Regions from separate parts of the Mus musculus genome. Here all the other regions are linked to region 4. A link is a contact called in public Hi-C and promoter capture Hi-C data. All regions are on one chromosome and are shown on one strand. The core of a region is the stretch at or near the end of the contact, and the rest is flanking DNA. Distances in the headings are between cores, read along the strand shown.

Region 1 (3,837 bases), core at 618-3,117, 1.2 Mb after region 4:
TGGCAATAAAAAATTTTCACTTCCCCAGGAAGCATGCTGGGCTTCCCAGAAGGAGCCATTGACAATGGGCCTTTAGCCAATGATGGCTGTGACTTAGGGAGGTAAAGTCTGGAGCTGAGTCAGCTCCTGGGATACCCAGCTGGAGGAGATAACAAGGCCAGAACTGAGCTGGTTGACAAAATTCCTCAAGGTTTCAGCAATTATAATGAAACTAACTTAGCAACCAATCAAAATTGTACTAATGTCACTGTTTTGCCCCTACCAATCATATTGGAGATTACCTAATCTTTCTGGAAAATTCCCTTAGACCTGCATAAAAGGGGTCTGCAAACCATTTTGACGAACGGTTGGCCCCTGCATGCTGGTAATTTCCGCAGAATAAACCTTCTGCCTTTGCATTACTATTTGAGTCTGGGGTTTTCCTTCAGTGATTATTGGATTTATAGACACATAACTCCTGGTTATGCAGGACTCCAGCCTGATTCTCCAGCCTTCACTTCCTAACCCCCAAATCTGTAAGCTCTTTCTTGCCCGATGTAAGCAAACTTTCTCAAGTTAGAGCAGCTTCTTCAGTCTCTCTGTATAATATTGATCTCTAGCACAGTAAACCCACTCAGGGTAGACATTATACCTTTTATTTCTCTTGCGAGCAGCTCCTCTGGTAAGCTCATCAAAAGAATAATGCACACTTTGTTGAAATGCGTTAAAGTTCTAACATTCTGGGTGCTGGAGAGGTGGCTCAGTGGTTAAGAGCACTGGATGGTCTTTCAGATGGACCAGAGTTCAGTCCCAGCACCCACATCATTAATCATCAGGGTCTATATATAATTCTTGTTTCAGGGATCAACACCCTCTTCTGGCCTCCCGAGACACATAAAATTTGGTGTTTTTTTCTACTCATATTACCATGCTCTTTATTTTTGCAAGGCTGTTGTCTGCATATAACTTTTGAATTTGTGTTTTTCATATAATGTTAGAACAGAAGAGTTTTCCAAGGTAGTTAGCGGGAGTCTCTCTCTCTCTCTCCTTCTCCCTTTCTGTCCCTCTCCCCCCTGTCTTCCCCCTCCCTCCCCCTTCTCTCTCCAATCCCCTTCCCCTCTTTTTGTTTTGTTTTGTTTTTTTGTTTTTTTTGAGACAGGATTTCTCTGTGTAGTCCATGCTGTCCTGGAACTCGCAACAGGCTGACCTCAAACTCTGAGAGCTTCAGCTGCTTCTGCCACCTCCCCTGGCTGATCTTTCTTTCAGCACATTTCTTTCAGCATCTCTGATATGCAACCTGTATCCTCTACATTAATTTTCTTCAGCTTGTCTTGGCATTATCATTTATTTACACCGCAGTCATTCTGTTTGCACACGTTCCTTTAGTGTGTTTCCAAGGAATTGGATGGTGCCATCTAACCGCCTGCAAGATCTCTCCCTCTCTCTTCCATTTTTGAGACAGAACCTCACTACTGAGGCTAGGATGTCTCCAACACTTAAAATTTCATTTATTTAATTAGTATACGTGTGTGTGCATGCACTCGTGGGGAGATCTGGGGACAATGTCAGGAATAGGTTTTCTCCTGCTATTGTATGGGTCCTGGGAATAGAATTAAAGTTAAGTTTTGTGCCAAACACCTTTACCCCCTTGTGGCATCTTGGCTTCACACTCTCAGCCCTGCTGGGGATTACAGGTGAGAGCCATCCCTCCTGGACTGTTTCACTTTTCATTTCAAGTTGTCATGTCCTGACTCTTAGGGGTTTGAACTCCTTCCGCAGGATGCGTTCACTGCTTTTCCTGATAGTCAAGCGTCAGGCTGGTCCACGTGGTTCCCAGTTTGCTCCCGGCCCGCCCGCCGCGGATTACATTTCCCAGGCAACCCCGCGCGGGAGGCGTGGCTGCGGGATAAAAGCAGCGGCGACGCCGAGTTCGGATTTATAGCTGGACACGATGGCCGCATGGGCTGAGCGGCTGACGGGCGTGCGGGGAGTGCTGCTTGACATCTCCGGGGTGCTATGTGATAGCAGCGCAAGCGGTGCAACCGCTATCGCAGGCTCTGTGGAGGCAGTGGCGAGGTTAGTGAGCTCAATGCAGGGGGTTCCCGGCTGTGTCAACTACCGGGGGCGGGGCGTTCGCGCTAGCTCCGCCTTCTCGAGTGCTAGCTCCACCCCTCAGGCTGGCTAGGAACCTTGTCGGGGGAAGGTTGGGTTGGTCCTAGGCATTTATGGGTTGAAGCTGTGTTTTGGAAGCAGTTGGTTAACTTGCAAGTAAAATACAGATTCAAAAAGTGTAGACTATCTCATTAATATTGCAACCTGTTAGGCCGGGGAGATGGCTCCATGGGTAAAGACACTCATTGCCAGTTGTGTGTGACACCTGAGTTCAATTCTTGGGACCCACATGGTAGAATAAGAACGGTGGCTACCGTAAGTTGCCTCTCTCTGCCCTCCATGCATGTCCTCCATCTTAAAAGTAAATAAATGGAAAAGTTACTTTAAAATATTTCTTGATGTTGCTTACACGTTTAAGTGACTATTTTTAATATACTAGGCTAAGTAAACTATTCAAATGATCCACCTGTTTCTCTTAGAAAACTTTAAATCATATACATGGCTAGCCATCTAATTCTCTTGTATTGGTTTTGATTTGAGGAGGACAAGGGGTCTGGCTCATTACACCTTGCCAATGCAGAATGCTGTCAGAGACCACAATTGGCATTAAACCTGGGCTATTTGTCTTTGGTCCGCAGATAGCTTTGTGTAATGTGGATGAGCAGTTGGAGGCTGCTCATTGTTTAGCATTATTCTCTCAATATCACTCTCTGGGGTACCCTGACCTAACTAGCACTATTTACTTATTTGCAGTTAAGTAAGTCCTTTGATCCCGAGAGGCCCTCCCCTACTTATCTGTTTGTGTGTGTGTGTGTGTGCGTGTGTGTGCGTGCGCGCGCGCGTATGGTTGTGGAGAGAGAGAACACTTGAGCAAGAGGGGTGGCACTGATGGTGTAACAAGGACACAGACTATGTTTTGTAGCACAGTGAAAGGGACTGGTATGGGACAGCTAGTCCTAGGAAACACCTAGACCTTCTGGGTGGGTGAAAGTCCAGTTTACATGTCTTTCTGGCTTCTACATTGTCTCCACTAACTCCAGAACTTAAGGCTGGCTTTGTTTCACTGAGCCTTGGATATGAGCAGTTAATTCTGTGGAGGCCCCTCTTAGAGTGTAGCGGGACAGACACTGGACGATGTAAGCAGCCAGGACGTTATGAGGATCTCATTGGAAGGAAGGTAGACCATAGTTTGTGCTCAAATGAATAAACTGAGTCACTCACCATAGATGAGTATACGTGAAGATAGTGCCAAAGCATATAAGCCCCGGGATAGTGCCACCTGTAGGAAGTGACTTCCCACTTTAATTAACAGCTGAAGAGAGTCCACCCACAGACAGGCCCAGATGCTTGTCTTCTGGATGATGCTAGCTCTCATCGAGCTGCCAATTGAGATTACCGGTGTCATACATGTGTATCTACACACACGCACACACACACACACACACACACACATATGAACATGGATACATGTACAAATATGTATAATGAAAATGAGGTTTCTTTTGGCATCTTGCCAAGAAAGCTTTCACATCTATGGCCCAGAATATATAAATCAAAAAAGTCAGCCATTGAGTGAGAATGTGGACAGAAGACAGAAGACTCACCAGGAAAGAGACACTGGTGACCCCCTCAGCGCAGGAAAGATGCTCCACCCGTTGCATTAGAAATGCAAATTCAAACTATACCAATAGGTTCTTTTTTTTTTTTTTTTTTTTTTTGATAAAACTGGGAACAAGTTCACTTTTT
Region 2 (3,587 bases), core at 60-2,559, 1.4 Mb after region 4:
AGGCCACGAGACAAGTGTTCTATGTCTCCTTTGTGCTGGGGCTGACAAAGCATGTAGTTTCCTAGATTTTGTTTTGATTTGTTTATTTATTTATTTTGAGACAGAATCTCACTGTGTAACTCTGGCTAGCCTAAAACTCACATAGATCCACCTGCTCTGCTGCCTGAGTGCTGGGGTTAGAGGCCACCAGACTTGGCTTTTGACACATACTCTTTTAAGCAGGGTCAGCAGCACCACACCCAACCCACTTCTGTGTAGTGCTCACCTCTGGGCCTTTTAAAGCCTGGATGGCCTCCTGACCCTCAGGAATGTAGGAAATGTTGGCTGGAAAACTGGGTGGGAGCCAGGATGCCAGGACTGAGGACAGAAGGGACTCTGAGAGCACCGCTGACTTGTCACCAAAGACTCCGGACTCTTCCCAGATCACAGGCTCTAGAAGCCAACAGACTAATGGGGGTGGTAAATACCTGCTGTGTGGAAGCCAGCCCTGTAACTGGGAAGGTTCCTGCCTTCCTTTGTGGGCCACTGCGTCCCAATGTCCCTTCAAATGCCCTGCAAGCACCTGCTTCATGCTGGGAGATTGTGGCTACCCCACTAGGACCTATACCAATGAGCAACAGACTACAGGGCCTATCTCAGCTCAGGCACTCATTTGTCCTTTCTTACTAACAGGGGACCAGGGACCAGGAGACATGATGTACTTCAAAACTCTGGGAGTTGCCTCTAGGCCAGAAAGCCACAGGGATGTTATATGGCTGCTAAATCCTGCCATTCTCAGAGCCACCACAGGAAAAGCACCACAAAGCTTTGAGAAGCCCCCTTCAGGAAAAACCTTCCTACCCACAGTCACTCTGGACCTTGGCTTTCTCTGTTCTGGTTCTCCCTTGCTGTACCTCTGGGGACCACCTTCCTGTTATATTCTACATGTTGTGCTCTAGTCTTGGGTAATGCTGGAGGCTCCAGGACCAGATGGTAGAATGGACTTGAAGAAGATGACCTAATATAGAGCTTGTCATTTTTGGAACAGGCATAGCCCCCTAAGAACCTAGGAACATGAAAAACAGACCAAGGGCCAGCGGCCTTAGCCAGAGATAGCAGGACCAGACCCCTGAGGAGTAAAAGAAAGGCCCAACAGAGTCCCTGATATCACCCATCAAATAGAGCGCTGTCAGGGCGGGGCTGTTTTGTAACAGGAAACGCCCAAGCTAACCACGTGACTCAGAGTTCTTAAGGATTGGCTAGAGCGATGCTCACTGGCTCAAACCTTCCAGACAGGCCAGAGCCTGGCCCTACTCCAGTCAACTCATTGCTCCCAACATGTGCTCTGGACCGTGCAGTCATGTGAACGCCCTCTCCTGCCAACTGTTCTGGCTACCCAAGCTCCTACCTCCCTTCTTTCACTGGCATGCTCGATCCCTAGTATACTCAACCTTGCACGCCTCGTTTTGGAGCAGGCCTCACGTTCCTATTTTTACTCTGTTCCCTGCCAACCATACAAAGAACCCTGGTCATGCCCACAACCATACAGGGAATCCTGGTCATGCCCCACAACCATACAGGGAACCCTGGTCATGCCCACAACCATACAGGGAACCCTGATCATGCCCCACAACCATACAGGGAATCCTGATCATGCCCCACAACCATACAGGGAACCCTGGTCAAGCCCCACCACCTAGTTCACGGACTGCCTCACAGTGTTACTGAAGGGCCCCGACCTAGAGTGGGTAAGAAAAGATCTTGGAGGTCTAGAACCCTGCAGATTTTCTGAATGGCCGTTAGCCAGTGTCTCCTCTCTGCTGCCACCCAACAGGACACATGAAGGTTTCTGTTCCTGCTCTAGGCCCCAGGATGGCAGGTGGCATGCCTGAACACAGAGGGTGTGGAAGCCAACTTCAAGGGCCTCCCTAAGCCCTCACAATTAGAAAACAAACATTTTGTTTCTTCAGTGAACATTCCACTCAGTGCAAACTCAGGAAGGAGTTTGTGAAACCACTTCACTCAGTTTGCTGTGAAGAGGATTCTTTGCTTAACAGAAGTTAAGGGATCTTTCCAAAGCACACAGGGATCTGGCTAGGGGCCCAAGCCAATGCCGTCTTAGCCCACAGCCTTCAGGGCAGTCCTGGCCAGCAGAGTCCTGGAGCAGCCTCCACAGCAGCTCTGGGGCACACAGGTGGGTCCTGGCCCTCAGAGAGGGTGACGGGCCCTGGCTGTCTGCAGCTGCTTAGAAGCTGTGTATTCTAAGAGATTGCAACTGGACCCAGGAGGCAGGACTGTTGCACACCAGGGTCTTCTCAGCTCTATCTCTAGAGCTGATTGCTGCCATTCTAGATATTGTGAGCCATGGAATGTAACTCAGGGAATAGGAATCCATACTGGAAAAGTGAGTGAGTCTCAGCCAGTGGCAACCATCTTACCCTACAGATGGGCCAATCAAGGCTGAAGGAGGAAGAGACTTGTCCCAATTTTCACACCTAATGGATGTGCAATCAGATCTCACAACTTCTGGAACAGGCCTAGGAGTGAATGTGAGTGTCTGAGTGTGAGTGTGTGTGAGTGTGTGAGAGAGGAGGGAGGGAGGGAGGGAAGAAGAAGAAGGGAAGGAGAGATAGAGGGAGAGGAGAAAGAGGGGGGGGAGAGAGAGAAAGAGGGAGAGGAGGAGGAGGAGGAGGAGGAGGGGAGAGAGAGAGAGAGAAAGAGAGAGAGAGAGAAGGCAGGCACTAAAGGATGTGTGCTGTGTGGTTCTGTGTACAGAGAATGTCAAGGATAAATAAGTCTGCAGGCAGAACACAGATCAGTATTTGGCAAATCTGGGGAATAATAACCAGTAGGCACACCTCTGCTTTAAGAAGCAACAAAGTGTGGGGCTGGAGAGATGACTCAGTGGTTAAGAGCATTGACTGCTCTTCCGAAGGTCCTGAGTTCAAATCCCAGCAACCACATGGTGGCTCACAACCATCCATAATGAGATCTGATGACCTCTTCTGGGGTGTCTGAAGACAGCTACAGTTTATCTACATATAACAATAAATAAATCTTTTTTAAAAAAAGAAAGAAAGAAGGAAAGAAAGAAAGCAAGCAAGCAAGCAAGCAAGCAACAGTGTTTTAAAATCCATGTGGTAATGGAGCTCTGTGAATAAGCTGCAAACCACCCATTGTACATGGCAAATGTATGAGTAGCGTGGTATATGAATTATATCCCAGTTAAGTACAAGAATGCCAGAGAGTCAGAAAACAAAGACCAAATTACAAATAAATATTTGTAACTCAAACCGCAACCGAAGTTAATCTCCCTAATGTTCAGTTGGGAAGAGAAATACCAACAGCTGTTTTTAAAAAGGGCAGTGAAAAGAACACAGACAAGTCCACACAAATAGTCTGCGAAAAGACACTCGACTGGTCTGGAAATGCAAGCTAAGCTAACGCAGTGAGCTGTGCTGTGGGAGACAGGGGCAGGAGAATTCGTGTACATTTGAGGTCCCGGCCTGCTCTACATGGTAGGTCCTAGGTCAACCAGAACTACATAGCAAGACCTTGCCGCAAAAGGGGGAAGGGGAGGAGGAAGACAGGGAGCAAAGAAAAACAGC
Region 3 (3,335 bases), core at 202-2,701, 1.8 Mb before region 4:
TACATATATAGTAAAGAATATCAAAAGAACAACTTACCAACATTTGTTTCATTTCATCATTTTTTAAGATTTCCTTTCATTTCAACTATGTGTTTATGTGAGGGTATGTTCTTGTGTAGGAGCAGGAGCACTAGAGTCTAGAAGGGTGTGAACCCTGGGAGTTGGAATTACAGGTGGTTGTGAGCTGTCTCACTCTGGTGCTGGAGAACACACTTAAGTCCTCTTAACTGCAGCCTTTGACTTTGCTGGGAATATTTGCGTAGCCAATTGACTCAAGGTTCATGTTGACATTTATGGAACGACAGTGGTTTTTTTATATACATCTTATATGTTTTAATATAAATCTTATATATAAATATTGTAATATAATCTATATATAAACATAGTATGTATTTATATTATGTATGTATATTTTATAATACTACATATTATAATATATAATTTCTATAATGTATTGTGCTATATATCATATAATATACATATCATAAAATATATTTCTATATTATATGTTTATTCAACACATACTTTTGTATATTTTAATAAACATTATATATGTATATATATATGAAAAGGAACTTCAATTTATAATAAACGAAGAATACTTATAACTCAGAAGTGAAAAGACAAAGTGAGCTAAAATATCCCAATAGGGTATTTTTAAAAATAATTACAAATGGCTAAATTGCTGCTAAAAGACACTCAACATCTTTACTCACTGAGTCTTCCTCACCTCACTTGTGTGTTGGCCAGATTTCCAAATCTGAAACAAGCACCCGAGATACTCAGTCTCTAAAGGACAATATCTCGGAGCTTCTAGTCCATGCCTGGTTTGCCCCATTGTTCTTGAACCTATACCATGGTGACGATGCACAGCAAGATGGCAAAACCTTTCACTTCATGGGCCACAAAAAATAAGGAGGAAAAGACCAGGGTCCAACAATTCCCTTCAACAGCACCTCCCACCCCAACCTGGGCGCTTCTCCTAGTGATCTAAAAACCTCCCAATGGGCCCTTCTTCCTAAAGTAGGGAAAATCACGTTTTTTAATACATGGTCCTTTGGGAGCGAGTTATGCAAACCCTATTAGCCAGGATAGTTATCACATAATAAAAAGAGAACAAACATTAGTGAGCATTAGTGAGTAGACAGTCACTGTGTCTTCTCATGCAGGACCCTTCTACAACAAACAGTGGCTGGCAATGGTAGTTGCCCTAAATTAACATATCAAAGGCAGAAAAGCAAACTGGGAGTTTTATTGTTTTGTTTTCACGATTTCCAGCAATCTTTCTCCCAAAAGGAAGAAAGCAGATGCGACTGGTAGCAGAACCCCTCTTCCATGCTTAGCTCCAACCCACACTCCATGGGATTCACTTGAGTTTCGGAACTTTGGAGAGGGAGGAACCTAGAAGTCCTAGTTCCTGGAGAGACGACGGACTATTGGAAGGAGGAACCTGGGATTTCACGGAACCCAACTGCTGGCGCGGACGCGACTACCCGGACTTTGGAACGGAAGAGCTGCTCGTGTCGCTTCCTGCCTGCCGGTGGGGAGGGCCGGGGTGCCGCCGCGATGTTACCCTACACCGTAAACTTCAAGGTGTCAGCGCGCACCCTCACCGGGGCTCTCAACGCGCACAACAAGGCGGCGGTGGACTGGTGAGGGCAGTGCTTCCGGCCTCGGCCGCAGTTCGCGAGGGGACGGGGAAGAACACTGGGCTTCCGGTTTTCCTCGCCTAGACCGCGGCCAGCGTCCCACAGCTCGCAGATTTGCTTTTAGTTGAGACATTTGTGTTGTCCTATAAGTCGCAAATGCCTGGAGCCGGCAGGTCCTCGGTGCAGACAGTTTCAGTCCTGGGTTCTTTCTCCGCATCTCATTCCTTTACTGTCCCCATTTCCTCTTCCCCAGCCTGCACCCGGGAGGGCTTCTCTCCTTGTCTCCTTTTCTCTTCCTGGTCCTGACTCTTTCTTACTCTTTCAGACTCCTCTTTTTCACTTAGATGCATTCAACAATGCCCCAAACTGTGTCCTGTCACTTACCTACTCCCACTTTTATCTTTACTGGTTCCCGTGAAGCACGGCCTCCACAGCCAGTTCTCTTTCCACAGTGAAATAACACCCAGGTTCTGAGAACTAACCATGTGAGGCAAATCCTATTACTGTTGTGCTAGGAATGTTGCTGCGGAGGCTGAGACCTCTCATGTACTTTTTTATCTGATTGAAAGGACTAAGACTAGTCACTCATCCTAGGGGCATTGTGGATTCTATGTTGTTATAAAAAATAAATGTTATTAAATGCTGAATAAGACAGCATGTGTTCATACAAAACCAGCCCAGATTGGTTTTGCACATCAGAGCTCTTTGTAGATATCTTTTAGAACTGTTGATCTGAGTGAAAATGAGTCTCAATAAATATTTGTAAACTTAGCTGGGGGTGTTTTGTAAATGGAACAATATCACAAGCCTTTCACTTTAAGAAGTACTACTAATAATGGCACATGTGAACTAGATTTGTTTATGATAGGCAAAGTTGAGTCGCTTTGTTTTATATTTTAACACTTGTTTCGCCAGGGGCTGGCAAGGTTTAATTGCATATGGATGCCATTCACTGGTGGTAGTGATCGATTCCAATACTGCCCAAACTCTACAAGTTCTAGAAAAACATAAAGCTGATATTGTTAAGGTAAGTTAAGTCACACATCAGCCCCATAACCTCAAGTTTAATACGTCATCAGGTTCTCATTAAGTCATAGATATAAATACAATTATCTAGGGTTGCCTAGCATTTACATACCCATGACTTAATGTCAATCCAGAATACATTGTTAAGTGCTAGTTCTGGGGCACTTTGAAAAGGTGAGTGGAAATACCAGTTCTGTCATTTACCATAGCACCCCCTCATCCATTAGTTTTGAACACTGACTACCATGTGCTAAGAAAATATAAAGTGTAACTGTCTTTGTGGGTGTGAGTCACACTGTGGTTTTGATTTGTGATTTCATGGCGAATATAATCTGTGATTTCATGAACATCTTTTCATAGACTTGCTGGTTATTTGTGTGTCTTTGTAAAAGCCCTGTGACCGTTTGTATATGCTCGGCCCAGGGAGTGGCACTATTAGAAGGTGTGGCCCTGTTGGAGTAGGTGTGTCACTGTGGATGTGGGCTTTAAGACCCTCATTCTAGCTGCTTGGAAGTCAGTGTTTTACTAGCAGCTTTCAAATGAAAATGTAGAACTCTCATCTCCTCCTGCACCATGCCTGCCTGGACTCTGCCATGCTCCAGCCTTGATGATAATGGACTGAACCTCAGAACCTGTGAGCCAGCCCCAATTAAATGTTGT
Region 4 (3,389 bases), core at 662-3,161:
GAAAATAAGTGTGTATAGAACAAAAACAAAAACAATTTGATCAACCTTAAATCTTAAATTTGGTGATGACTCACCTTTATTTTACAGGCATGCGTGGGAGAATCCAATTTTAGGTATTTTTTGTATAACAAGATCTTTTCATGTTCACTAAAATAAAAGAATTCATTTTTAACAGCCATTGGTTGTAAACATTAACATATACTTAAGAACAAATGATTCGGGACACTCCTTCATCTCAGAGATTCCCTTTTCCTGGTCAGGTACAGGGAGTAATGGGCTCCTGCCTGCGCTGCACCGCGTGGAGGAGCAGTACCTACCACTTGCCAGCTATATGGGGGACTGAACGAGGGAGCACATGGCATACTTTAACGCTCTATAAACACTACTATTCTTTCCAACACAGGCAGGACCTAGAGCATGCATTATGTTCAGGACAGATCTGGGCAGAACCCTGTACAAGACTGGGGGGAAAAAAAAATCACAAACTGTCCATCTTTTAATAGGTCAGTAAATAGGCTGCCGTGACAGTCTTAGTTTGATATATCAATCACAAGGAGCCTTCTAGAAGGGAAGAGAGTCAGTTTCAGAATGTCTAATGGTTGTTAAACAGATCCTGCTGAGATACGTGAGAACAAGAATGCTTACCTGGACTGCATTCTAATAAAGCTCTTCCACTAATTACCAGTGACCCGCCAACTCACTTCCAGTTAACTAGCCCGAAATCTCCATATTTTTAAGCTTGCTCATCAACCCTGCCGTTGGAAGGCTTAGTGGTCTAACCTATGTCTATTGGCATGTTTTTAACTTCTCTTCCCTAATGACTCCTGTCCTGTCAGTCTCAGAAAATCCACAAACATTACGAGCTGAGAATAAAGACACTGATTCATATGAACACTTTCATCTAGACAAGTCACAAACCTGTCATCCAGGACAGTGCAGGCAGTCTTGCCTCGACTGGTTCCACAATACTCCTCTCCTAAGTATACTTCCATGTTTCTTGCTGAACTCAGAACGCCAACCGAAAGGATTTCTTCACCCCCATTAGGGCCACAGTTCAGGTAAATGAAGCAGGGGTTTTCATCTCGGGGGCTCAGGCTGCTTTTCAGACTAACCGGATCCTGGCTGAGAAGAAAATTGAAAAAAAAAAATCACAGAGATAAGTTTTCCGAGTAGAAGCATAACCCATTAATCCTTTCAAACTCACCTCTACTTGCCATGAGAACCAAGAACCTTCCCCATCACCCACAGATACTTCTCACAGAATTAATAAGGAACAGAGGTTTGAGGCGTCAGGGCATTCATTCCCGTCCACTTTTCCTAGACCGTGGACAGCCTATTCAACTATCTAATTCATTCGCAGTCAATTAAAAGCGTTTACTGAATGTTAAAACAACCATGTGTCTTTTTCCAAGACGCCGTGGTTCTTGTTCCCCCCAAATAGAAGACTGGGGGCGTTCGCGGGTGGGGGGCGAGGAGGATTGTAACAGGAGGGCATCTTGAACACGAGTTTCCCGGCCTCTCCGGCCCAGCGCGCACCCTTTGCCCGCAGCCTCGCCCACCTCCAGGCACCACCGCTCTCCCCCATGCCGTCCCCGCGGCCTCGCTCGGCTCCCTCGCCCGTCTCGGCTCCCGTCCTCCTCCCGGCTCCTCAGCAGCGTGACTGTCACCCGACCCCGGCCCTGGCCCGGCGCACCTCGGAGCTGGCGGCTCCAGTAGCTGCTCGAAGTCCAAGTCTTGGGCACGTGGCCCAGTCCGGGTAAGAAAAAGGCTTTGGGTCAGCGCCCCGCACGCCGCATCCCAGGACGAGGTCAGCGTCGGGCCGCGGTCCAGTCCCGCGTCTTCGATCGCGGTCTCCATTCTGTCTCCTCCAACCCAGGCGGCGTCGGAACCTCTCTCGCAGAGCTTGCGTTTCCTTCAGTGCCCAGGGGAGGTGAAGGTTCAGCACAACTTCCGGTTCTTCCCCCGACCCCACCCCATCCCACTCCAACCCTTCCCATCCCGGGACCCAACCACCACACGTGCGCATGCGTGTTCGTCTCCCTTCCAGAAGTTGGTTTAAAATCTCCGCGGAAAAGAGCCAGGGGTTGGCTCGTGCGCGGAATTCCTCCGCTCCTGGGGCAGGTGCCGCGCGCATGCGCAGTGCTCTGCGCGCGGGAACCCAGGGGTTTATTTCCACGTTGGCAAAGCAGCGACGCTTTAGGGTGGGAGGTGGGGTGGCGCCTGGGCGGTGTCGGCACCCTGAGGGTGGTACCAAAGCAGATAGGTGCGGTCTCCTTGGCTCAAGCAGCCTGTAAAGCCAGCTCCCAATCCGAGGTCCTCGGAAGAGGACTCCGGGGACCCTTCCTGCGCCAGCCCGTGGAGTGAAGGCCATGCAGGCTGCTTTTGAAGCAGTGCGACCACGGCTGATCGCGTTGTTTCACTGCTCAGGTCACCTCCGTGGGCTGTAGAGTGGAGCGCGGCGCTTAGCATTGCAGAATAATGCTGAGTGGCCGAAGGCACTAAACACTGAACCCACTAAGACCCGGCTTCCGAGCCTCAGGAACCCGGTGGAGCGTGCTTGCACGTCCTAAATGACAGAATTCTCAAGGTTAAAAATGTCCAAGAGGCTCAAAGCTGCGACTTAAGGTTTCTCACTCATAACCTTGACAAAAACTGGCAATGGGCCTTGGTCCCTTCAGAAGTACATTGTACGGTCAAACTTTCTGTGGTGACAAGTGGGACTTGAAACTTTATACTCATTGGAAAGAAAGCTAGGTATCGGCTGTCGTTCCACCCCATACCCACCCCCATTATCTTCCTGAAGTGGGTTGTGTAGATAATTTAAACATCTATTGAGGCGAGGGGAGAAATTTGTTTACAGAAATGTGGAGTACCTGAATTTTAAAGTTGTGCTTGAGGCCTTATATATAATTTCTGGGGAAGTTTTGTTCAGCCATAACCTAGTTTTGTCCCAGAACTTTTTGTTCATCGCTCAGAAAAAACGTTTTGCTTTAATTTTCATTTTAGTCTGTATGTGTACCCCTGTTCAAAAAACGTGTTTATGTCATCAAGAAAAAGATGATTGAATTCTATAGACAGTCACCAGAGTGTATGTATAATGTGTTCATCAAGTTTGAAAGAGAAATCAGAGATTCAGTATAAACAAAATCTAGAAACAGTAACCTTTAATTCTAAAAGGCTCAATTTATATTTTTAAAAGAAATTCCCCACATTCTAAGTGGTCATCATTCTTGTTCTGTTTAGTATGGGGAGCCCCCTCAGAGTGCACAACCAATTGAAAGTCTTTATTCTAGGTATAGCCCCTGAGTGTCCAGAACATGGGATTTTAAGAGACCTTAAAGCGAAGGCATCTCCCTTGGCTGCTGCATCAGAGCACTACGGAGTAAGCA
Region 5 (3,718 bases), core at 259-2,758, 1.2 Mb after region 4:
ACCAACTACACCGCACCCTCCACACACCTCCACATCACTACCCATTCATTACTATTTTTAAAAGTATACAGTTTGGGGGCTGGGGAGAAGGCTCGGTGGTTAAGAGCACCGACTGCTCTTCTGAAGGTCCTGAGTTCAAATCCCAGCAACCACATGGGGGCTCACAACCATCCATAATGAAATCTGATGCCCTCTTCTGGAGTGTCTGAAGACAGCTACAGTGTACTTACGTATAATAAATAAATAAATCTAAAAAAAAAAAAAAGTATACAGGTATACAGTTTGGCTCATCCTCAAGAACTCTGCAAAGAGCATAAAATACATATCCATATAACCATAGTAAAAGTAGACCGGAAGGTAAATAGATGAGACAGGAAAAAATACCTTTTAAAATATGTACTAATTAAAGTTTTAGGGGCTGGAAAGATGGCTCAGCAGTTAAGATCACCTACTATGCTTGCAGAAGACCAGAGTTTGGTTCCTAACACCCACATTACATGGCACAACTATCAAGAACTGCTCCAGGGGTATCGAATCCCTCTGGCCTCGGATGGCGCATTCATTCCTGATCACACACATACAATTTAAAGTACAGTTACAAGTTACATAAAATTAATTTACCTACAGACACTAACAAGTTTGATCAAGAAAATTTAGGGTGGAGAAATCAGAGGTTATTCAAGTAGCAAAGCCACTTCATTCCAAAACCACTCCTCCCTTAATATATCTTGACACATCTACAAGGTAAATGTACTCCCGGGCATTGCTGTAGGCCTGAGGCAAGATTTGCTGGCAGCAAGAGCTCCCCACAATTAGACTGGAATTTACTGAGGTTCAACATAGCTTGTCAAAGGCCTAAGGAGGGGGCTCTTCGTGCAGAGAGCCCTGTGGGCCAATCCTTAGCCACCATCTCATCACAGAGTGCACGTCACTTCCTCAATCCTCTTATTTGGTTTAGGACTGAAGAGAAGTGGGGATTGGGGAGGGATGGGTATGATCTGCCACGAGACGTAAAAGCTGCCCAAGGAGCTCGGACTTGGTCCGCATCAGCGCCCCCTCCCGGTGACGCGACCACAAGTTCGCAGTTCTGTCCCCAGGGATCGGGTCCTTCCCTCCTCTTCCCACCCCCACCCCCCACCCACCCCCCGCCAAGCTGCTCGTGGTGCCCCGCGCCCTCAACGCCGCCTTTTCAAAGTCGAGACCTCCAAGGCCCCAGTCCCCTTAGCCGAGTCCCCCGGGGACAGTGAGCCCAAGCCGTGCCCCGCCCGTCCTCACGCCGAGCCCGCCCCACCCCGGGCCTGCGTGGCGCCCTAGACCCGGAGATTCCAGTGTTGCCCCGGCGGAGACTCCAGAACACCGAGTGGGCCCTAGTCGCTCTGGCCCAGCCCCGGCGCGTACGTCGTACCTGACAGCGTCCGCTAAGCGACACTGACTGTACTTCAGCCACGAAGCGCGATGTGGCTGCCCGGCGCGTCAGGTCGTTTAAGACGACGTGTCTGTCCCGCCCCCGCCCGTTCTCTCAGTTCATTGGTTAAGGCGGAGGGCCGCACACCAATCACAAGAGGCTCACTCTCGCCCCACCCACCCGGCCTTGAGCCTCCGGGCGCCAAGTTCTGCTGCCTTCCCCAAGTGCGCAGTCTGCTTTTGTGCCTGTGGCGCTTGAGCTCTGCACTGAACTTGGAGCAGTTCGCTTTCTTTTACCCGAAGGGGAACGGAGGCCCGAAGGAATGGTGGCCTCTCACTGCGTTTCTCTAGCCCAGGGACCTTCCAAAACCTTTCCTGAAAGAGCCTGTTGGGAGCAACATCATATCTTAAATGCTGAAACCACATGACCTTGAACCCTCACGTACCAAAATGACAAAACAGATTACTGATGCTTCTAGTATCATCTCTGCAGCTGTAAAACGCCGCCCGGATGTTATTAACTGTTGTTATAAGTGGTTGGAAATGACAGCTACGCAGTATAGACTTGCCTGCACTCCCTCCACTACCATGGTTAAAACTCAAACCGGAAAAGGATATTGCAGGATAAACACAATCAGAAGGTGCTTAGGTATCATTTTTGTCTATAACGCTCGTTATAAATCAGAAAATATGAAGAGAATAGAAGAGTTATCCAATCCTGTACCAAAAGCTGTAGACCACAGAGGGCCAGTGATTCACTACCTTACACTTCAGGGTCAGGCAGAAAGATTTCACACTCCAGTTTGGAAAGAATGTGTGTGAATAAGAAAGCACAAGGATGGAGGGACTGGCACACCAGGGAGAGCCACTGTCAGTCCACGTATCCAGGGCTAGATGTGGGGTTTCTAGAACCCCAAAGAGAGAGGAGTTTGAGGAAAGACTACTTGGAGGGAGCCAGGAGCCTAAGGAGTCTGTTAAGACTGGTGGTAGTAGTGGTGGTGGTGCACACCTTTAATCCCAGGACTCAGGAGGCAGAGGCAGGTGGATCTCTATGAGTTCTAGGCCAGCCTGGTCTACAGAGAGAGTTCCAGGGCAGCCAGAGGTACAGAGAGAAACCCTGACTTGAGAAAACAAGAGAAAAGACAATCCCCACAAACTAGCCTCCCTAGACACAGAGCAAGATCAGAAAGAGGAGGAAAAGAAAGTGGGATGGGAAAGAGCAGAGGAAATGGTTCAGTAGGTAAAGTGATTGTTGGGCAAGCATAAAGAGACCAGAGTTCAGGTCCCCAGAGCCTACATAAACGCTGAGTGGGCATCGAGACCCATCTGAAATCCCAGCGTTCAGGGAGGTAGAGACAGGACAATTCCTAGAGCTCTGGGTTCAAGTGAGAAACCCAGGCTCAATTAAATATATTTAAATACGTAGGAATCAATCATGGAAGACACCAGACCTTGTGTACCCACACTCATGCAAACACTGGTACACAAACACACCAGACACATGTAAAGACAAACAAAAGAAGACCCAGGTAGAGAGACAAATAGAAGACATTCAACAGCCATAGCAGGGAATGTCTTAGTTGACCTGGTCAGTAGGGGCAAGAAAGTAGTGTGGGCTCAGAGATAGAGCAGTGAATCCAATATCCTCAGGAGCACTGAGCAAGCCTACTGGGCTCATCCTATCCTTGGCTAAGGTCATTTGCCCAGATCATTACTTCATTACTATAATGACCATTAATTACCCTCTAAGGCTCATTATTATGAGTGGATAACTTTATCTTTTTCATTTTTATTCCTTTCATACCACCTACTTCAGTATGATCAACCTCTTGGGGGTTTGACCCTTCCTCCCCTGGGGTCAGAAAGGAACTGCTTCTTTGTGATTCTGCTCTGTAAGCCAGGACAAATGGGTAAAGCCAGGGCCATCTTGTTATGCCTTGGCAAGCAGGAGCAGCTGAGCTCATCAGGAGAACTAAGGGTAACATCAAAACATGTGGCAATCCTTTTGAACTCGCAGGTAGGGTGCTCTTTGATGAAAAGGATTTCATAAGCAAGAAACCTCTGGGAATGTCTGAGTTTTATCACTTCTCACTTATCAGAGAATGGCACTGGGTACAAAGAGCATGATAAAAATTTATGGTTTCCCTCCTACTTGGTTGCTTTTTTTTTTTCCCATCACTAATTGTAGCCAAGAAAGAACAACCTGCACCTTGGAGTAGCCTTTTCCCTCCGAGAAACAGAGCTGCTCTGATTGCATTTGCACAATCTAAAAACTCAACATGAAGAAGAGTCAGAGCCCACATGGCAGGGATTG
Region 6 (3,845 bases), core at 1,075-3,574, 1.7 Mb after region 4:
TATCTTTTTGAAAGCTAAAAGACCTCACAAAGAATCCTCTCAGTAATGTGAGGCCAGGAGACACATATAAGAATCAACTGCATCACCAAACTCACTGCTCAAAGTTCAGATGGATTCTGTTTCTTTACTAGTAAGAAAGGAAAAGATCTGGGCTGGAAGCCCGGTGTGGTGGCGCACGCCTTTAATCCCAGCACTCGGAAGGTAGAGGCAGGTGGATTTCTGAGTTCGAGGCCAGCCTGGTCTACAAAGTGAGTTCCAGGACAGCCAGAGCTATACAGAGAAACCCTGTCTCCAAAAAAAAAAAAGATTTGGGCTGGAGAGATGGCTCAGTGTTTAAGAGCAGTGGGTGTTCTTTCAAAGGACTTGGGCTTGTTCCCAGCACTCACATGGTAGTTCACTAACACCTGTAATTCTAGTTTCAAGAGTTCCTGCCCTCTGAGGGCACTATATGACACTGACATTCATTCTTTCATTCATAGATACATGCAGACATACATACACCACATGCAGACAAAACACTCATATGCATGAAATAAAAATAAAATGTAAAAAGAAAGATTTTATACACAGGTTCACAATGTCACCTGTCTTGAGCACTGGGTCATTAAATAAAATAATGAGGTGGTGGGTGAATGGATAGATAAAAGACATGCAGGCAGGTAGACAAGACACACAAGACAGTGTGTGCAACACAGAGCCAGATGTTGGCAAATGCTGGTTTCTTCTGCTGGCTTATACAGGAAGACAACTACAGAAAGCTTCATAAAAGATAACATATAATTTCATATCAGGCAAGTGGAAAATTGTCTATAGAAAGAGAGAGAGAGAGAACGAACGAGAACGAACAAGCTGTAGGAGTCTAAGCCAGAGCATTCAGGGGAAATTTTGAATTTTGCTTGGATCCAAGAAATGCCAGCACCTATTCTGATTCACACAGATCCTGCTGGACCCATCAGAAGGAAGGAGCCAAACCAGGCAACATCACACCTTTCCCTACTCAATAGTCCAAAATCAGGGTTTTGCCTTCAACCTTGACCTTGGGAGCAACCATCTCTGGGAGTTGAAGATATGGGGTAGTGGCTCACAGGATGTTGCCAGTCTTTGTCTCTGCTTGCTGTGGGGGCAAAAAAAAAAAAAAAAAAAAAAAAAAAAAAAAAAACCAGTGTGCATTTGGAAGATTATATAGGGCTTGATTTTGCTGATCTTTTGAGCGAGACACTGAGACAGAAAACAGGCTCATCTTTGGGACTTCACAGTTCACTAGTGAGTTCAGCAAACCACAATACAAGGCCTGTTTCCCTGGGGATCATCTCTCCCAGGGAAAGATCCAAGATGTCAGGCCTCATCTTTAGAACTTGTGGGGGTGGGTGAAGTGGTTCTCTGAAGGAACACTATGGAGGCTGGACGTATGTGGCTGTGCATTGGATCCACACACACTCCACATGGCACTTATTTTAAGGCACCACCAGCTATTTTTACCCTCCCCAGAAACACTGGAAAGGGAATCCACACAGGAAAACAAAGGCTGCAAGCCTCTTGAGCTACTCCACTTCACACTTCCACTGAATCACCATGGTACACACACTGTCTGCTCCTTTGTCTCAGGGACAAATCTCACAAACAAGTCACAGGGGATCGAATCTAAGAAAAGTCAGAGTCAAAAAAAGCTTTTAGGTGACAACACCACTTCTCCCCAGCAGCCATGATACTCCACCAGCAGTGCTGGGTGCCCAGTGTGTGACTAACAGGATGCTACAGGACCGAGTGCCTATGCTTATGCTTTAGAAGGCCCAGAGACGCCATCTCGACTGTCTACAGTTACATGCAGGATACTCGTAAGGGGAAGATGCTAGAGTACCAGGTGGTCAGACCGCGACCAGGAGGAGACAGCAAACATGACGCTACCGGACCAAGTGCCTGTGTGTCCATCTCAACTCTGCCTACAGATACACAGGATAGCCTTATGGGAGAGATGCTAGAGTACCACGTGGACAGACCTTGACCAGGAGGAGACAGGAAGCTGGAAGGAGGGGTCTTAGAGGAGTACATTAGTTTTATGTCATATAAACCAAAACTGACCCACTTTCCCACAGGAGACATATAAAGCTTGGTCCAGGACTAATCTACCCAAGGAAAGGAAAGGGAAGAAGGGCATGTAGTGTGACATCTGTGTATGATTTATGCTGTTCTGGAATCTTCTAGCTGGCCCAGGAGGTATGCCTGAGGGCACCTCACAGCCAGCCCTATTAGACCCTGGGCCTTGCAATGCTGGCCTCTTACTGGATTCCAGCAGAGGCAAACAGCCCTGGTATGTATCATTTTATTTGTACTAAAAACATCCTTCCTGGAGCCAATCCAACACGCTGAGCACACTGTTCTCAACTAAGGCCTTACCAGTATCTGGGAATGTGTTAGGGCTCAGCAGCTCACTATAGCGAACATTTTATCCTCTGCTGGTTTTTTTTTGTTGTTGTTGTTTAAAAAAAGAAAAAGAAAAAGGAAAAGGAAAAGAAAAAAAAGCTTGCTGATGTCCCAAGGGTGGAACTGCCCCCTCTGGTGGAGCAGCTAGCTCAGGGGCACTCTGAGGCAGAGGTTCTCACCTCTATCTCATTCAATAGCCACTCCGCCCCTCCCCCAACAGCCCATGGGCAACAGGTGTGGTGATAAGAACATTCCAGAGCCCAAAGAGCCCTGTGCATCTCAAAAGTACTCACTTCCTCTCCAGAAGTTTAAGAAATTAGGTGTTGTTACCCTACTCAAAATTGTAGGACGTGGTCAGATTTATCGTCTAGAGGTGGTGGGGGCGAGGACCCTGAACCTCAGAGGTCCAGTTGTGTCTAGAGTTAACAGGACCCATACTCTCACAGATTTCAGTTCACTTATTTGGAATGTGAAGATGAAGGGCCTCACACAATTGCAGAGGCAAAAGCGAGTAAGCCTGCAGCAGGGCTCAGAGGCAAGCTAGTACACAGGGGTCAGCTAAAGCAGGGGTTCTCCATCCTGAGTCCTAGACGCCTAGGAGGGGTGGGTCCTCTCAGAGGAGGCCATCTTTGTCTTTTACTGACACACAATGCAAAAATAGCGCTGTTAGGAGACTGTGGGGAAGATTTGCTTTAAAAAAAATATATAGCGGGGCAGGAGTTTGTGACACAGGCCAGGAACCTTAGCTTCCATAAATAATGCTTTCACAAAGAAACAAACCTGCCCATCTATGGGCTGAGGAGCTGGATCTGTGGGTGAGGCGCTAGCCTTGTAAGCAGGAGGACCACGCTTTGATTCCCAGAAGAGCCAGGTGTGGTTGGTGGCATGTCCTTGAAATCTCAGGAAAATGTGTGGATTCCTGGGTCAACCAGCCAACCAGCCTAGCCTGCTCGGTAAGTTCCAGGCCAATGAGAAAGACCTTATCTCAAAGGGGAAGGGGTGTGCCTAGGGGTGGGGCTTCAGAACTAAACCTGAAAGGGTGTCCTCTTGGCTCAACAAGTACTCAGGAATGAACATGAATGAACAAACCAAACACACACACACACACACACACACACACACACACACACACACACACACACCCTCTCTCCCTCCCAAATAAAACCTGTGAAATGGGGAAAGTGCCATTATTTTTGCGAAACTGTTAGGAAGACTCTGGGAACAGACACAACTCTTCATACAGTCGAGTTTCTAGTGAAGCCCACCAGAGCACTTAGTTCTGGTGCCTACGAATGGCGAGCCTCGGGAAAGGGCACACTGTTGGGCCTCTGGGAGGCTGGCTGAGTTCAGATTACTTTCTTTGGACCAGGCCCCTGCAAAGTCACTCCCAGCCAGGACACTCAGACCCTTTGGAAGGGTCCTGG
Region 7 (3,691 bases), core at 201-2,700, 1.5 Mb after region 4:
GTGAGTTCCAGGACAGCCCAGGCTATCAGAAAAACCTTGTCTCAAAAAAAAAAAAAATAAAAAATAAAAAATGAGAACAAGGAGAGAGAGAGAGAGAAATTGATTTTAAAGCTGTCACAGAAGCCAGATTCAGCCCCGAGCTTCTGAAGAGCTCAAGGCTGCTTTGTTGTTTTAAGTCCACATGTTCATGCTCTCACACCCACACAAACAATTCCTCAGCTTAACTTACCAGATTTCTCCTGTATCCCCATATTCTTGGAATGTTCTCAGTTCTCTCTCATAAACAGCATCCCAACTATATAAACAATGAAATGTGAAGCAAGAATCTCAAATTAAACTGTCTTTTGTGAATTAAACAAATATTTCCATTGAAGTTCATGGCTCCTTACAACAGCCTTAAACATTATTAGTGTTATCAATAAATGCATATAGTGCATTTAAAAAAATTCCTTGGGTTAAAAGAATAAAAATTATGGATAAGCAGGATGAATCGTACAAGTACTTATACCCATCGGATGAACACTCCTATACACATTTTATCTTAAATAAAAAGGGGCAATTGTCCAAGGATCTCTAAGTCTCAGTCGCAAGTCCAAAAGTGAACTGCACAAACTGAGTTTGTTACTCCAAAGTTGGTCTTCTATATGCAGATCCAGGATTTTCTAATCAGTAGGTCAACTGTTTGCTCACAGTGAACGCAGCCAAGATAAAATGAACTTAAAATTAAGTGCTACAACAGTCTCTGCCTCTCCCTGTATTCTAGTTCGCCCATTAAATCTTTTCTTAATCCTCAAAACTGCAACCCTTCCCATTATCATCCGCTTTCTCTTCCTATTTCATCTCTAAAATCCCTGCTCCCTCCTCTAAAATTCCCTCTCATCTTAATGCCTAAACCCCCTCCCCGCACTCCTCTATATGCTTATCCATTAATTTCTGAGATTCATCTTTCTTTCCCCAGAACCCCTACCATCTATCTCCCTAGCTCCCAGTTTAGAGCATCTTCCATTTCGACTACCTCCTGCTCCGGGATCTCACAGCTCTGTGGGGACCTCTCTCGGGCCTTTGTATAATGTTGCCCAACTCTCTCCCCCCTTTCCCTCAGCCAGATTCCAGACCCCTACACGGACTCCCCAAGGGCCTCGGGTGGGCTTGCATCCCTTGAAGTGCTTGGGGAGTGCTTGCGATCTCGCCCCTTAAGCCACCACAGGTCGCCTCCGCCCTCCTCCCTCAGGCCCCATTCAGGAGAGGGCGCCATCTCCTTCCGGGCCTCAGACGCCCGCTCACCCTCCCCGCCACACTCACTGCTCTCGTGTCCCCAGCGCGGACGGGACGAAGTCATCCGCCGCGGAACTGCCCTCTGGAGATTGCGCGGGGACCACAGCACCGCTGTGGCCCTCAGCATCCGCGTTCATGTCGCTCTGCGCTCGAAGCCGCCATAGAGACGCGATTTGGGCAGAGGGGAGGCGCGGACCTGGCCTCTCTAGGCAATAGGAGGCTGTCTCTCTAATGCTCCAGACCAGACCTTGGGAGGCCAAGCACAGCAAAGAACCGAGGCTGCTTAGAGGCCGCTAAGTGTGCAATGCTGGCTAGAGAAGCCAAGATAGCCTTCCAGCCAACATTACATTTACCCCTTACTCTCTAGCTCTCAAAGTGACCAAATCTGGGGACTGCTGTCTGTAAGTCATCGTTCAAAATACTGCACTTTGGAAAACAAGCTGCCGGAAACCACAAAAACCGTCTGAAACGCACAGCCTTCAGCCCAAATGCTTGTCATCTCACTCTTTCAAGACCTATCTGGAAAGTGGATAGGGCGGCCGGCCTCATTGCATTGCTGCCTTCCCGACCAAAAGACTAATTTCATTTGTGGCTAGAATTATGAAAAATGAACTGATAAAACCGGCTGACCTTTTAAGAGCTAATGGCCAAGGAATTGAATGCCTTTGGGCCACCCAGGGTACCACCACCAGCCATGGAATTATGATAAAATGAGTACAAATACTAGGGGGCCTCAGAGGTTCTTGCTCTGTCCCCAGCTAGTCATCTGAGCCTGTCCAAATCTCAACCTCTACATGCTTTAGTTTGTTCACTCTAGTTTGCTCAAAATAAAAAGATACTTGTTCTTCAAGTCTGATTGAACCTGAGATATCTTATGCCTAATGGTCTGACTACAGCCAGTAGTTCTGCAATACAATGCAAAAGATCTTAGGTGTCAGATCTTGTCTGTACTAGCCATGAAATACTCAGATAAACATGGTTCAATGTCTAAGGCAAGGATCTCAGAGGCCCCTAGCAAGCTGCCTTCCAACAAGAACTTGTTTCCAGGACTACGTTTCTGTTGACTTCGAAGACAGAAGCCCAGTAACAAGTCCCTTGAGGCAAACGGCAACACATGTTGCCCTCCCAGTTTGAGCAGTTCGTCTGCTCCTATACATGGTGTTCCAAGATCTTCTGGCAGTAAAGAATAAAGTAAAGGGCAGATGGAAATCCATGTACATAGTGATTAAAGAACTCAAGAAAGAGCGTAAGTAACCTTATTACAGAGCACTAAAACCACCGGATACCACAGCCAATTAGTGCTGCCCTGGGCAAGTAGCTGTTTTGATCTTTTCTAGACTCTAGATGCTACAGAAAGAAAGCCTGAGTGTGACAGACTGGGTCTTTAAAAGTTTTAGGTTTTAATTAAGAAGCATCCATGAAAGATAAGCCCATCTTCAGCCTCATGTCTTGCCAACAGTTAAGATGTTTTTGCTGTGTGTGATGAAAGCTATAAACAGTTGTCGGTATGGAGCCCTGGGGGAGGTGGGGGGACCCAACATGGTTTATACCAAGTTTCTTCTCTGGCTCCAGGAAGGATTATTCTGGCTGCTTAGTGCTGAGGACTGTGGGGCACCACCTCTGATCACCCAGGGAAACGGGATTCTTGGCTGGGAGAGAGGTTCCACTGGGTAAGCTGCCTAGCACCAGAGAGAAGCAGAACTATAGGAGGGACACAGCCCCTCCCACTGAGCACCACTTGTGTGAGGCCACAGGCAGACTTGTAGAACTTGAGGTTGCCAGCGTCGGTTCTGTTTTGATTTGTTTTGTTGTTTTCTCTGTGCACAGTGCCCACTGGTAGCTCCTCTGGAACCATGCTTCCCAGAATCCTTAAGCACTTCCCATTTGACATTCCGTGGTCATAGGGCAGAGCTTTCCCTTTTCTGACCATGCAACACTCAGGACCAGAGAACACACTTCTAGAACAAGCTCCCTTCTCTGCCCCCATCTCTTCCTTTTGCTTTGATGTGAGCTTTTGAAAGGGGACACTGGGCAGTTGTTTCTTGAGTTAGAACACCCCCCCCCCCCGCCCCGCACGCCATGTTTTAAAGCATCACTGTGGGCAAGTTCTTGAATTTCCCCAGGTCAGTTTGTGAAGCCTCTATTATAACAAGCATAATAGTGGCACCTGTCACACAAGACACTCTGAGAATACATATGAGATTAGTCCAGCCAAATACAACCTGTCTGACACATGAGAAATAGTCAGTAAATCTAAGTTCTGGTTCTGCAACTATAAAATGGGGCTTAAAAAGATGCCGCTTCAAAGAGATGTCAGGAACTGCAAGTGAGCATACTGTATGTTTAGAGAGCTTAGAAAGGGCATGGCATATAGTCAGGGTTCAGAAAATGTCAGCTCTTATCTTTACTACAGGTT

Evidence for each region. Promoter capture Hi-C pulls out the DNA fragments that hold promoters and counts their contacts. A called contact is a pair of places that touch in the nucleus more often than the background predicts. Capture Hi-C pulls out chosen DNA fragments and counts their contacts.
Region 1: a contact with region 4 is called in a promoter capture Hi-C map of liver, with 2.0 times the contacts expected there. The contact joins the promoter of Lhpp here to the promoter of 2310057M21Rik in region 4. A contact is called at or near these places in 4 of 39 promoter capture datasets (the C10 cell line, hematopoietic stem and progenitor cells, liver and 1 more), 1 of 484 Hi-C or Micro-C datasets (B cells), 4 of 115 datasets of contacts at active chromatin or transcription factors (astrocytes, large pre-B cells, pancreatic cancer cells and 1 more) and 1 of 9 other capture datasets (adipose tissue).
Region 2: a promoter capture Hi-C map of liver shows a contact between it and region 4, with 2.3 times the contacts expected there. The contact joins the enhancer-like site here to the promoter of 2310057M21Rik in region 4. A contact is called at or near these places in 5 of 39 promoter capture datasets (3T3-L1-derived adipocytes, the C10 cell line, the HPC-7 cell line and 2 more) and 1 of 115 datasets of contacts at active chromatin or transcription factors (large pre-B cells).
Region 3: a Hi-C map of CD4 T cells shows a contact between it and region 4, with 4 times the contacts expected there. The contact joins the promoter of Wdr11 here to the promoter of 2310057M21Rik in region 4. A contact is called at or near these places in 9 of 39 promoter capture datasets (the 3T3-L1 cell line, 3T3-L1-derived adipocytes, HPC-7-derived erythroid cells and 4 more) and 1 of 484 Hi-C or Micro-C datasets (CD4 T cells).
Region 5: a Hi-C map of B cells shows a contact between it and region 4, with 10 read pairs. The contact joins the promoter of Oat here to the promoter of 2310057M21Rik in region 4. A contact is called at or near these places in 17 of 39 promoter capture datasets (the 3T3-L1 cell line, 3T3-L1-derived adipocytes, the C10 cell line and 12 more), 4 of 484 Hi-C or Micro-C datasets (B cells, the G1E-ER4 cell line, pre-B cells and 1 more), 8 of 115 datasets of contacts at active chromatin or transcription factors (astrocytes, embryonic forebrain, extraembryonic endoderm stem cells and 4 more) and 2 of 9 other capture datasets (adipose tissue and liver).
Region 6: a contact with region 4 is called in a promoter capture Hi-C map of trophoblast stem cells, with 10 times the contacts expected there. The contact joins the enhancer-like site here to the promoter of 2310057M21Rik in region 4. A contact is called at or near these places in 5 of 39 promoter capture datasets (the C10 cell line, the HPC-7 cell line, liver and 2 more), 1 of 115 datasets of contacts at active chromatin or transcription factors (large pre-B cells) and 1 of 9 other capture datasets (adipose tissue).
Region 7: a contact with region 4 is called in a promoter capture Hi-C map of adipose tissue, with 3 times the contacts expected there. The contact joins the promoter of Eef1akmt2 here to the promoter of 2310057M21Rik in region 4. A contact is called at or near these places in 8 of 39 promoter capture datasets (the 3T3-L1 cell line, the C10 cell line, frontonasal cranial neural crest and 3 more), 2 of 484 Hi-C or Micro-C datasets (B cells and adipose-derived mesenchymal stem cells), 6 of 115 datasets of contacts at active chromatin or transcription factors (astrocytes, embryonic stem cells, large pre-B cells and 3 more) and 2 of 9 other capture datasets (adipose tissue and liver).

What each region holds. Positions count from the first base shown.
Region 1 is chr7:132,608,776-132,612,612 of GRCm38.p6, forward strand. Lhpp (phospholysine phosphohistidine inorganic pyrophosphate phosphatase) reads left to right here and starts at 1,868. Exons shown (of 7, transcript NM_029609.1): 1 at 1,868-2,055. The coding sequence starts at 1,931.
Region 2 is chr7:132,722,827-132,726,413 of GRCm38.p6, forward strand. All of the region lies in intron 4 of Fam53b (family with sequence similarity 53, member B), which reads right to left. Among named protein-coding and RNA genes, the nearest start is that of Fam53b, 89 kb to the right of the region's middle. Within about 2 kb of position 1,310, at least 125 of the 459 cell types and tissues checked have an H3K27ac peak or open chromatin away from gene starts, as enhancers often do. A contact at or near this core is called in 3T3-L1-derived adipocytes, the HPC-7 cell line and liver, where this site is marked.
Region 3 is chr7:129,590,412-129,593,746 of GRCm38.p6, forward strand. It overlaps Wdr11 (WD repeat domain 11), which reads left to right and starts at 1,452. Exons shown (of 29, transcript NM_172255.3): 1 at 1,452-1,652; 2 at 2,565-2,676. The coding sequence starts at 1,567.
Region 4 is chr7:131,360,815-131,364,203 of GRCm38.p6, forward strand. 2310057M21Rik (RIKEN cDNA 2310057M21 gene) reads right to left here and starts at 1,912. Exons shown (of 6, transcript NM_026655.4): 1 at 1,694-1,912; 2 at 919-1,122; 3 at 75-147. The coding sequence starts at 1,857.
Region 5 is chr7:132,574,890-132,578,607 of GRCm38.p6, forward strand. It overlaps Oat (ornithine aminotransferase), which reads right to left and starts at 1,509. Exons shown (of 10, transcript NM_016978.2): 1 at 1,406-1,509.
Region 6 is chr7:133,038,592-133,042,436 of GRCm38.p6, forward strand. It overlaps a transcript of Ctbp2 not described here. Among named protein-coding and RNA genes, the nearest start is that of Ctbp2, 25 kb to the left of the region's middle. Within about 2 kb of position 2,325, at least 37 of the 459 cell types and tissues checked have an H3K27ac peak or open chromatin away from gene starts, as enhancers often do. A contact at or near this core is called in adipose tissue and trophoblast stem cells, where this site is marked.
Region 7 is chr7:132,851,197-132,854,887 of GRCm38.p6, forward strand. It overlaps Eef1akmt2 (EEF1A lysine methyltransferase 2), which reads right to left and starts at 1,451. Exons shown (of 6, transcript NM_028095.1): 1 at 1,303-1,451; 2 at 230-295. The coding sequence starts at 1,412.